Linked DNA regions of Mus musculus: region 1 is linked to region 2. Evidence: chromatin contacts called from public HiChIP or PLAC-seq data. All regions are on one chromosome and are shown on one strand. The core of a region is the stretch at or near the end of the contact, and the rest is flanking DNA. Distances in the headings are between cores, read along the strand shown. Region 1 overlaps Acad9 (acyl-Coenzyme A dehydrogenase family, member 9). Region 2 has its middle 11 kb from the start of Gm11548.

What was found. HiChIP or PLAC-seq counts read pairs in DNA pulled down with a chosen protein or histone mark.
Region 1: a contact with region 2 is called in an H3K27ac HiChIP or PLAC-seq map of hepatocytes, with 4 times the contacts expected there. The contact joins two enhancer-like sites. A contact is called at or near these places in 4 of 484 Hi-C or Micro-C datasets (the G1E-ER4 cell line, the HL-1 cell line and cortical neurons) and 2 of 115 datasets of contacts at active chromatin or transcription factors (bone marrow-derived macrophages and hepatocytes).

What each region holds. Positions count from the first base shown.
Region 1 is chr3:36,075,348-36,081,613 of GRCm38.p6, forward strand. Acad9 (acyl-Coenzyme A dehydrogenase family, member 9) reads left to right here. Exons shown (of 18, transcript NM_172678.4): 6 at 629-707; 7 at 1,375-1,549; 8 at 3,091-3,164; 9 at 4,874-4,949. Among named protein-coding and RNA genes, the nearest start is that of Acad9, 13 kb to the left of the region's middle. Within about 2 kb of position 4,679, at least 9 of the 459 cell types and tissues checked have an H3K27ac peak or open chromatin away from gene starts, as enhancers often do. A contact at or near this core is called in hepatocytes, where this site is marked.
Region 2 is chr3:36,492,212-36,498,428 of GRCm38.p6, forward strand. No RefSeq gene overlaps it. Among named protein-coding and RNA genes, the nearest start is that of Gm11548, 11 kb to the right of the region's middle. Within about 2 kb of position 3,365, at least 71 of the 459 cell types and tissues checked have an H3K27ac peak or open chromatin away from gene starts, as enhancers often do. A contact at or near this core is called in hepatocytes, where this site is marked.

The sequences.
Region 1 (6,266 bases), core at 3,429-5,928, 420 kb before region 2:
GTCTGCTCAAAATGTGTGTGTACTCAGTACCTTTCAGGCTGCCTGGACATGGAGCTTGTGTGGAGTACAGAGTCAACACCTATGGAAAGGATAATTATCTTAGCTCTGACCCATTGAGACTTCAGACGACAGTCCTACAGCAGCTGCTCAGTCAGTGTCTGTGCTTCACAGCCTCCTGACACCCAGGGATGCACTCAGACTTCTGCCTGCCAGTCTTCCAGAGCACAGTGGGTGGGTGCTGAGGTGCGGTGCAGTGTACTCAGTTCACAGTCACACGGCAAGGGCGAGGCAGGCCTGGACAGGACTCAGAGTCTGATGCAAATCCAACTGGCACCTGGTTTAATCTTGCTTCTCTGTGCTTGGAATTCTGGAACAGGCCTAATCACACCCAGAATCTCTTGATAAGCTTTAGGGAGTTCATACCCACGCAAATCTTACTCCTTTTACTGGATGTGCCGGCTGCTTCCAGAATCAGACCACTTCCTAGTTTGAGCATCAGAGTTGAAATGAACAAACCTGTTTTTGTCTACCTTGGTATTTAAGGGCTATCTTCTGTCCAAGCCCTCAGACCAATTCTAAGCCTTCTTCAGTATTGCTTTCCCTCAATCCTGTCTTTCCATCTTTGCAGTGGGAGTGATGCTGCGTCCATCCAGACCAGAGCTACGTTAAGTGAAGATAAGAAGTACTTCATACTCAATGGCTCCAAGGTACAGCCATGCCTTCTTGCCCTCTCAGTCTTTCCCGCCTCTGTGTCTTCCTTCTGCACACCAGACACCAAGAGATCTGCACGTCACCCACGGTGTGTGGCACTTCTTTCTCAGAACAGCCTGAGGCAGAGCGGAGTGGCTAGCCCAAGTCCCTCAAGTGGCAAAGGCAGTATTGGAGCAAGGTGGTCTTATCCGCAGTCTCCTCGATTCTGCACACAGCTGCCTCTGTGTGTTTATTTTCAATCTCTAGTCCACAAGATTTCAAAGAGGCAAAGTATAGTGCAGTGCACTTGCATGGCTCACGGCTGGTCGTGTTTCTGTTGTCTTCACCACCTCTGTGTGCTATCTGAGATTTAATCAAGGATTGCTTAAAGATAGAGCACCATTAGCAAATGGGACAGAGGATAGTAATAGCTCCTTATCTAGTTAGCCTTCAGCTTTCCCTGCTCACCGCCTACCCTCTGCCCTTGATCACTTTGTTTTGCTTGAATCAAAAAGTAAATGAATTCCCATCCATTGTGATTTTTGAGCACCCTTTCTTTTTCCTCATCCCCCATTTCACTTGTTCAGTTGATAAGTACAGTGTATGAAGTCTGTGTGTCTGGCGGCCTGAAACTTAGTGTTGGATAGAGCTGAGGGGTCTCCAAGGATCGTTGTTTTTCTTCAGGTTTGGATCACCAATGGAGGACTGGCCAATATTTTTACTGTGTTTGCAAAAACCGAGGTGGTCGATTCTGATGGTTCGAAAACAGACAAAATGACCGCATTCATAGTAGAAAGAGACTTCGGCGGAATCACTAATGGGAAACCTGAAGATAAATTAGGCATTCGAGGCTCCAACAGTAAGTGTGGCAGACGTGCTTCTGTATGAGTGCGGCAGAGACTTGAAAGACAGGCCCTGTCCCTGTGACCTACGAAGGTGAAAGGGCACCTCATTGCTCATGGGTTTAGTTTAGCAATTAGCAACATCAAATTAAGAGTGCAGCCACAACCTGTGCTGCTTGGTACAGTTGGCACTGTTGACCCTAGGTGAGTGAGGGCAGCTGAAATCCCAGCCTCAGTAGGGGCAGGCATGCATGTCACACAACTGCAGCTGTCTTGGGCACACATCCTGTGGCAGGCCACCACATCTTTCTTTCCTAGAATCCTTTTCCTTTCTTCCTACTGTCCAGATCCACCTTTCATCCCTTGGTCAGCCCTTGCTTCAGTGGAAGCTGGTGTCCTGTTTGTTTCCTAAGCTCACCCATCTGGCCGGCCATAGTGTTCTTATACTAACTAGTCTCTTGGTATAAAGTGGCATGTCAGGCCCACAGCTGTGCAGCCTGCGTTTCTGCAGCTCGTTCAGCAGCGTCATTTACCTGCTGACAACTGGGAGGATGGAGGCCCAGCAGCATGCAGACCCCAAAAGATGGCTCATGAATATGAGATGAAGTCAAAGAGGAAGGCAGGTGTGCCCCATACCCAGTACACTTTGAAAGAGTGACTGGGTCCTCTAGCCCACATACCCAACCCCTAAATATGACCAGCAGACAGATCATGTTTCATGGCATTCCACCTCGACAGGTATCACACTTGGCCCTAGTGTCTCTTGAACCCTAACCTTCCTCATCTTGAGTGTCTCTGGTTCAGCATGCCAGGACTTGCATTGTTTGTGCATTAGAATATCCAGGCAGTGCTAGAGGGAATGCTGTGCAAAGGGAACTGTTCAGCCCCTGCCTAGTCCTAGGCACCTTGCTTTCTCATTGTTTAACGCACACTGACCAATAGAGTCAGCCTTTCTTACAGGATTGCTGGTGGTCTCTGGCTACAGTGTCCCTGTCAGTCAGACACAGTAGGATTTAGCTTGCAGCAGTGGAATCTTATTTCTTATGGTTTGGGGATGCCTGCTTCAGTCTGAAGGATGTTGGTGAATTGGGTTAGGTTGTGTGTCTGTACACGTCGGGTCGTCTACATTCCGTCTGTTAACTCCCTACCCTAAGCTGGGAAGATGCTGCTCTATGGAACATGAGTGTGACTCTGTTAATAAGAATCCCATTTATTCTAAGGGCTGAGGCACTGCTGGTGCTCTCCCTTGCTTTCCTGGTTTTTTGGCTATTTTGTTCCTTTCAGCTACTGTTACATGTTACCTTAGAAGAGTCTGTCATGGACTTTCAAAAGATGGCAGCCCCCTTCAGCTCCATCCTTCTCTGTACTGAGCTGATATTTCATCATAGTACTGACCATGCTGACATGTCCTCGTGTCTGTGGTGGCAGGAACGTGGTCTATCTTCACTGTTCTTTAGGATGCTAAATGAGTGCATTAGCCAGTCAGCCACGGGCCTGTGGTCAAGAGCAGAGCAGTTTGAATTTGTTTGTCACGCTCTTTCAATTCCTGTTGTTTTAGCATGTGAGGTCCATTTTGAAAATACCAGAGTGCCTGTGGAAAATGTCCTTGGAGAAGTTGGAGGGGGCTTTAAGGTAAGTTGCAGGCAGTCCCATGTAAGTGCTGTGCTGTTTCACAAGAGTCTCATGTTCTGCCCTGACCTTTTTCCTAGCAGGCTAGCCTGTGGCCTTGTGTAGCTCTTGGGCATAGGAATTCAGCAACACAAAGGCTGAAAAAATGGCTTGCTCTTAGAGGAGGGAGTCTGGTTAGGATGAGGAGTCTTTATTCCCCTTGGAGATCTCCTTCATCTTGATCGAGGAATGGGGTTCCTCTCTCTAGCAAGTGTGAAAAACAGGCTAGTGGGCTTGAGAAGTTCAGGTTTCAAGAACCCTTAACGTAAGTCTCTGCCCTAATAGTCAGCTTTATATTTTAAAGATTCATTTTTTCTGGGCAGAATAGAGTCTCACCAAGTAGCTCTGACGAGCCTGGCACTCACTATGTAGACCGCACTGGCCAAGGACTCACCTGCCCCTCACGCCCCAAGCCTGGGATTAAGCGCATATGCCACCCTAATCAGCCAGATTCATTTCTCTCTACTTTACGTATATGCATAGGTGTCTCAATTTATGTGTGTGAATTGCATGTGTGCCTGGTACCCGCAGAGGCCAGAGAAGGCTTCTGATCCTCTGGAGCTGGAGTTACAGGCTGTTCGTGAGCCTCCGTGGGAGCGAGGAACAGCCTAAGTGCTCTGTAAGAGCGCAGGTGGCCGTAACCGCTGAGCCATCTTTCCAGCCCCATCTTTATATGTTATGGAGAAATAGTTTACATGACATTTAACTTAAACACATCTCTGTCACTCAGTATTTCATTCTTTTGAATGGGTAGATGATGTTCTCCTGTGTGGGTAAACCACGTACTCATTAAGCTAAATTGTTACTTTGGGGCTAGTGTCAGTAACAGAGTTGTGAACTTTCATCCTCAAATTTTTGTTTGAGAAATATGTTCTCAAGCCCTTTGAGTGTAAATGTAGTAATAGAATTGCTAGCCTGTAATAGAATGGCACTTTCTTGAAGAACTTTTTCCATAGTGGTTATAGTGTATGAAGTTCTACATCTTCACTAACACTTGGAAGCTGTCTGTGTTTAAAATTAAGCCTGAGGCTTCCCTCGGTTTCTTTAGTTGGGCTCTCTGGAGGTGAGGAGAACCCATGTGACTCGGGATGAGGTAGCACAGCTTGCAGCTGGAGCTGTGTTCCTGTGTGGCTCCCAGTGTTCACTGTATTGGGTCAGAATACAGGGTGAGGAAAGAGGCAGGGGCCAGCAGAGCCACTGTCACAGGCACCTGGCAGTAGTTACCAGGGCCACCTCTGTATACAGGCTTGCCTGCCGTGAGTGTGCTGGCTGTAGCCTGGAGAAAGTCATGACACCGCACTGAGCCACAGCTGCTGCATCGGAACAGCATGATCCTGAAGTCCAGCTAGTGTTCTTGCTGCTTACAGGACATGTAGCCCATCTGAGGTTCTCTTCCTTCACTGGACAGGGCGTGCTGGCAGGTGCATTTAGAGTATGATCAATGACTTGCAGTCAGAGGCCAGTGATGTTGATGCAAATGCACAACAGTGCCCAGGCCACCCAGTTCAAGGGTTAGAGCTGCTTGCTTCTGGCCTGAAAACTGGTAGGGCATTAACTCGGCCTTTGTACTGGCATGGAATTTGAACCACTTGCCTTTGCTTTCATGGAAACTGGTATGGCTGGCTTCCTCGGCCTCCTTCAGTGCCTCTCCACCTTTTCCACCCCCCCTACAGGTAGCCATGAACATCCTGAACAGTGGGCGATTCAGCATGGGCAGTGCTGTGGCCGGGATGCTGAAGAAGCTGATCGGTATGTGATAGTTCCCTAACTCAGCTCTGACAGAATACTTTCCAAACGCAGTGTTAGGAGGGGAGGGTTTATTCTGGCTCCCACTTTGAATCCGTGGACCATCTTGGCAAGGTGCAGATAGAAAGCAAATAGCTCCGGCTTCTAGGGTATGAGGCATGTTGTGTGTGTACTCAGGAAGCAGAAAGAGTGAATGTTGGCTTCCCATGGCTTTATCCTCTTTTATTCACTCTGGCACCTCAGTTTATGGGCTGACACAGCCTATACTCGAGGTGGCTCTTCCCTCCTCAGTTAAACATCTCTGGGAACTCCCTCACAAACATGCCCTGATGTGTCTCCTCGTATCGATTTGTGATTCTAAAGCCATTCAGGTTGACACTGTAGATGAACCTCCACAGTAGGGAAGTCAGGAGCAGGAGCCCTCTGCAGCACCTACTGCATACCCAGAATGTCTGTGCCATTCCCGCTGGGTGGGAAAGTATGAGCTACACCACTTGGACAAACCGCTTAAGTTAGCATCTGGCCTTTGATTTAGACCAAATGTACTTCTTCCCCAGAGGCTGTGTATTTCAACATCTCTCTGCTTTATAGACACACTAGTCCATGACAAATATGGCTGTTTAATGAGCTTTGTTCCATGAGCAAAAGAAAGCCTTAGATCTAATCTCACAGAGTCCCAGGGCTCCTTGGACAGAGCTGTGGGTTATGAAGTGCTGGAAGCAAAAACAGCCCTGTAAATTCTATGGCTGTTGACGTTTACTACAGTGTAGCACGCATTTGGGTTCAGAGCGGGTGGTGGTTTACACAAGCCTATGCATCATGACCTAAAGATAAACCTGCCTGCTAGGTGCAAGCTCCTTTCATCACGATCGTTTCTGTGGCTCTCATCTGTGAGGGCTCTCACTGTCTAGAAACATGGGGGCATAGGAACAAAGGGAGACCAGCAGCAGCTGGGTCACACCAGAAGTACTTGAGAAACAAGTTACAGGCAGAGTTGGAGGTACTGGTGCCAGGGTGGACAACTGGATGTCCCTCTGGGGCACTTAGAACCCAGCACTAATGTGAGGCCCCAGCCAGGGCTTTGACGTGAAGACAACCCTTGTGCTGTGTTTGAGGACCTGTGGGCCCACTCCCACGGCTTCCTTGGGTGCCCTGTGCACCAGGTTTTGTGCTAGGTGCCTCCAGCCTTCCACCCCCTTTACCTTCCCAGCATTGCTATGAGGTGGGCACTGTGAAGGGAGGCAGCGTGTTTCCTTCCATACCCTCACAACTGACTCAGCATTCTGTCTTCTTAACCTTCTTCCTGCTGCCTGTGGGACC
Region 2 (6,217 bases), core at 2,115-4,614:
CCTATGCAAGCCATTCCCATTCAAACTCCCAGGAGCAATGATTCTTCACAGCAGGAGAGATTGCTTCGATTCCCTTTCACCTACTTGTTTTTGCAATCCGTGAAATCCTCTTCCCCATCCTTCTCCTTGTTTTTCCATCTCTTCCATTCTCCCACCACACTGAGAGCTTCAGATACCCAGCCTGCAGTTGCTTTCAGTGCAAATATGATGTGTGTTGGCTGGTGTGATGCACAGCAGACCTCTGGGAAGTGTCACTTATGTACTTTTCTTCCCTCACAGTCCTCATGCCCTCAGGCTTATCCCTCATCCTTTTCCCAATACATTATCCACACCTCTACAGACTCTCTCCTCTCAGAACACAAAACACAGTTTCATGAGGAAGCCTGTTCTAGCGGGCTTGGAATTCACTATTATTGGATTCTGCAACAACCTTTCAAAATGCTTAAAACTCTGCCTATACATATTAACGCTGGTCCCAAAGAGATCGGTACGTGACACTTCCATTAAACTGTACTTTTGAGTGGGGAAGCACAGGATACAACAATAAAGTAGTGGCTTCTAGGGACTGCACTCTATTGAAACATCAAAATGGAAACTGATTTCCTATCCCTTAAGTAATTCCCCGATTGAAAGCCATAGAGCATTACAGATGGGCGTTTCCAGACCAAAGGCATTTCTCCAAACCACAGTTCTCTTCCAGCCCCATCAGGAGAAGAACACAAACATATGCCTGGTGGGCAGCCTGCCCCAGGAGGAGCCCCACCACTTCACATTTTCCCTAACAACACAGAAAACAAGTATTCAACAGAGAAAGTGGATCCACGGAGGAAGGGCGCAGCACCAGACATCTCTAATTACTTACAGCTCAGAGGGAAACTCAAGACCATCATCTTAAAGCCCAGTGCTGAAGGCAGCAAGTCACCACAGAGAAGAAACATCAAACCAGCACATTGTCTTTGCAGGACAGGGTAATGCTTATCACTTTCGCTGGGTTCGCTGATAAGAGCGATACACGCAACCACTTTGCTTCAAGTCTAATAGTAGCGTATTATTTTTCTTTCCCCAAAGATAATCCTGGCAATAAAATAATGGGATGAGTGACTAATGACAGCTTGAATCTTATCTCAATAGGTCTCACAATTACCTTAGCAATGGAGAACTCTTGCAATCTATGGTCTATATTCTGGAACAGCCTTGGACATTTTTCATTCATTCAAAGGTCTCTTTATCTCCCTAAGAAAAGTACCCAGAAAACTGTCATTGCCCTGTTAGTGTTTCCATTGTACCAAACACTGGCCTCTTGTTCTCATATCGTCCCATGAACATTCTTCTGTGTATGTCTGTGTCACCTGCTGGATCACAAGTCTTCTGAGGATTTGAAGTGAATTTTATTCTCAATTCTCAGAGTCTCAAACACACAGGAAACAAATGTCTGTTCAGTACATGTTTGTCGAGAGTGGGGCTTTATTAATTAGATGTCCTTGTTTCAACTGTGGCACTTTACAAATAATTCATTTGTTTTCATCTCCATCCAGGAAGTTAATGATAGAGCCTCCTTCGCAGGGTTGTTGAGCGTGTTCTTAATGTTCAGTGTGCACTCACTGTTGCTATGGCCATTGTTGCTAGGCAGCACTGAGACATCATCACTCACAATGCTGGAAGAAGTGCTACCTGAGATCAGAGTCCTTTGTAAACAGAGCCTCTGAGAGAAAAGAACTCAGCCAGATCTATGTCATGGGGCATACAGTCAAGAGAATGATATCTCGGGGCTCTGTTATCCAGGAGTGAAGCTTGCACTGTGTGTGTTTTTGTATTTTAGGGTTTTGACTTTATTTAAGCTTCTTATGTGGGACAGAGAAGTTATTCTTATCATTGTCATTCGTCAAGAGGAGGAAAATGAGACAGAGGTTAAATGGCCAAAGATAATGTTCTCGTAGGTGAGTCACTGGCCACAGATGCCCTGAGTTTGCTTCAAGTTGTAACAGAACAAACAAACCACAGGACTGTCATTAAATGTTTCCTAGAGGCCTGGGTTAGACCCAATCAGGCTCTTTCCTGTTCCTGTGCCCACCTGCCCTCAGTCCACCACAACATCTATTCTATTTTCCCTTCCCAGGGAGATCCGTGCATCCCCTCCTGAGCCCTCCTTGTTATTTAGCCTTTCTGTGTGTGTGTGTGTGTGTGTGTGTGTGTGTGTGTGTGTGTGTGTGTGTATTAGTTATTTTAGCTTGGTGTTTTTGTGGGACTCCTAACAGAGGGAGCAGGGGTTGTTTATGATGCTTTTGCTGCCTTTAGAACCCCGTCCTCCTACTGCATTGCCCTGTCCAGTCTTATTATAAAGAGAGTTGCCTAGTCATATTATAACTTAATATGCCATGTTTGGTTGATATCCCTGGGAGGACTGCGCCATTCTGAAAGGTAATGGAGGAGGAGTGGATGAGAAGGAAAGAGGTGGCAGGGCAGGGGGCTGAGAGGAGAGGAGTGAGGGGACATTGTGGTTGGGATGTTATATATGAGAGAATAAATTAATAAAACAAAGTTTCCTGGGGTAGCACCCAATTCAGCCTGTGTTACTGCTGAGGGGCCAGGAACAGTGACTCACCAAACCATGTGCTTGTTAGGGTTTCCTCCAGCCACCAGCAGACGTGCTGGAATTACTTCTGTGAGGTACAGAATACAATTTCTTTTTAAAAAGACTATAAGCCAAACCATTATTAGATATTATACAGCCATAATAAAATACCAATGCATAAAATCTCCCCTAGCAGTTTCCATCAAAATTGTACTACATCCAGCTACAAAACAGAAGTGAGGGGGCCTCAATATATTATAGCCCACCGTTAGTCACAGATCATTTATTAAGTAGACAAAAAAATACCCAGGCGTTTTTAACTTTCATCAGAGTTGTGTGAGGGGAAACTGCTTGTGGCCCCAGACAAGGAGAAAGTACCCAGCCTCAATGCCAGTCCTGCCAAAGCTGACTATCTGGGAAGCTGCATTTTCTATTAGACAACCAGCAATGTCTGGAGACTTTCTTTCAGCTTACCCTGGACCCAAACCAAAGTGATCAATATTTCCATGTCAGAAGCTTAGCCCTGTGGTGGTGACCTCCATCTTGCTTCACAATATATTGGCAAAGTCAGGTTGGCCGGAAAATAGGCAGGTCAAGGGTGCCGAAAAGTAATGGTTTCGCTTTTAAAATCCTGAGCTAATGGCTAATTTAATATCCTGAGCTGAGCTACTTGTAATGCCTGTACCTCCTCCCTGGAGGTGGCACAGGACCAATAGCTAATGATTCCTTAGCTATCTTTTATTTAGTAATGACAACAGCAGCAATCATGGCTGGACATTTGCTAACTGCCTGATATGAATCACGTCAGCTTTGTGCTGTTATCCCAGGGCTGTGACCTCTCTTGGCTGGAGAAGCGCCTCAATTGATAGGAAGCAGGAAGCAGCGCCACCTGGCGGACTCTGTCTGAAGTGTGTAAGAGAATCAACTCACAGAAGTCTCACTTCAGTGTGTGCAAGGGACCTGAGTCGTCTTTCAGGCCTGCGCAGTTCTCTGATGGCTCCTGCCTGTTAGGTCTCAGAGAAACTCAGGACAAAAGGCTAACTGAAATGCCTATTTAGCTCGCAAAAGCGGATGCTAGTGGCCAGGCTCTCTCAGCATCTCTCAGTACCACCCCCTACCTCCCGCCCCAAACCTCTCCAGCCTCTGAGCATCATTGTTCTTGTTTCTATATAACCCACCCATTTTGACCTCTGGCTTTCTTGGTTACCCTTTGGACTCTTGGCCTCTTGGTTCTTCTTCTTCTCCTGGTCCCCTCTCTTGTCTCTCTCTCTCTCTCTCTTTCTTCTTCTTCTTCTTCTTCTTCTTCTTCTTCTTCTTCTTCTTCTTCTTCTTCTTCTTCTTCTTCTTCTTCTTCTTCTTCTTCCTCTCTTCTCTCCCTCCCATCTCTCCTCTCTGCTGGCCATGTTCCGTCCATCCGTACTCGTCCAGATGCCTCTGGCTCTTCTCTCCCTCCTATCTACAATAAAAACCTTCTCTCAACCATACCTAGAAGGGACCATGCCCGTGTTTTCATTCACTGCCCTCAAGGGATCTGCAAAAACAAACAAATTATAACGTTCTACTTCATGAATGCTCACATTTAGAGACTGCTCCCCGCGCGCCCAGATAGAATTAGATGTTCCGTTTTTCTCAAGGGGCAGGGGTATCCTTTAAGGAAAGACTTTTGGTCCCGGGCCTAATGTTGGGAACACTGCGTTACTTGGCAGCTTTGGTTGCCAGTGAAGAAGGCCAGTGCCAAGAAGAGCCGCTAAGACAGAGTTTAGTGACTTTCTCAGGCTTAGCCTTTCAGGTGGGTTTTGGCCTGGCAGAGAGACAAATTTTTTTAGCTGGGTCCTGGATCCCAGTAGGAAAGGCATTATTTATTGCTACTAAATAAGAGACTTTCCATACTAAGACTTTCTGCTTGAGTTAGTGGGTAGTCACTTCCAGCCGCCTGTCCTGGGTGAACATTGATGCCTACCCTTGTGCACGGAATTGCTAGAATAGTCCTCTGCCCAGGTTTGGAGACAGCCTGCTGTGGACAAAGCTGTTTCAGACCCAGGATTCAGGACTGAAGCGTTCACCAGGACGGAAGAGGCTCAGGCAGAGAAAGCCCGAAAGCCCGAAGCTGAACTGGCTTCTCAGACTTTTCTGAAGAGCTTTTGCGACTTTGGGGCCCACAGCTTTGCCACGTCTGCAAGAGACAGCGGCGAGATGCCGCCCCCAAGCGGCTTCATAGAGTCATGACTCAGATTCCTTTTATAACCTACCGCATCCCTGATGCATGATTCCCTGAAGACAAGTGGAGCTTCCTAACACACATACACACACACACACACACACACACACACACACACACACACGCCGTAACATGTAGGTAACAGCAGGAATCTAGCAGCGTCAAGTAGTTTATGGTTGTTTTAAAATCAGGAGTGAGGAAATTAATAATAAATAATTTCTCTAATGCCTGTCTAACCAAACTAGTCTAGAAAGGCAAAGTTGCTTATTCATAAGAAAAAAAACTGTTTCTTTTAACTTTAAAAGTAGAGAGAGCCTGGAATGGTGACCCACACCTTTAATCTCAGCACGTGAGAGGCAGAGCCAGGAGGATTTCTGAGTTTAAGGCCAGCTTGAGCTCCATAACAAGTTCCAGGTCAGTTAGGGATACACTGAAAACGTGTCCATAGAGAGGGGACGAGAGCCTGGGAGATACGTGGGTGAGACTGTTGCCACACAAGCTTAAGGGCACCAGGTCAGACTCCCAAAGCCTACACAAATGTCAGGTAGATGTGATGGCCCATCTGTAATTCCAGTGCTTAGAAGGCAGAGAAAGGAGTTCTCCAGCTAGCTAGACTGGCTGAATCAGGGGACTCTGTGTTCAAGTACAGGACCATACCTGAATATCTAAGATGGGAAGGAATGAGGCAGACACTGGACATCAAACTCTGGCCTCCACATGCACAGGGGCACTCACGCAATCAGCACAGACACCTGCATCAGCACCCACACACATAGTAATGCACACTGTGCACACATACACAGAAGACCAAGTTCATGTGTTCACAAATACAAAATTCTTGGCAGCCTTCATGTGAGAAACGCTTGATTTGAAAACAACCATTCCTTCCTGGAGAAAAGGACTCGTTTGCTACTTCAACCTTCTTTGCCTACTCCTTTATTTGCATTTTACTTTGTGTTGCTCCTGCCTTAAGCTTTGTTTGAAGTGAATCAAATCACATACACTTTTTTACAGATGCTCCAACACATTTTGAGAGAAGCCTGGCCTGTATATATCTACTGCCTGTTTCCCGTGCATTTTTAAAAAGTGATTTTCACACTTCTGCTTGAAATGACTAACAGCAAAATATATTAACCTTTTTTGTCTTCTGAAAATATTTATATTTTAAGTCTTGCTGTCTCTTCCCTCTTTTCAAGTCCTCTTTAAGGAACAGAGGTAAGTATATTCTTGGGGCAGGGCAGTGCCTACCTGAAATCCCAAATCCAGAAGTTCAGGGTCTCTTTGACTACGTAGGAACTTAAAGCATCTTGGGCTATGTGAGACCCTGCCTAAGAAGCAAAGAATTCACCTAGATTATTTTTACTGACTGGTTATTTTCTCTCCAGCTGTGCGTGCGTGGCCCTAGCGATTCCAGGCGCTGACTCAGC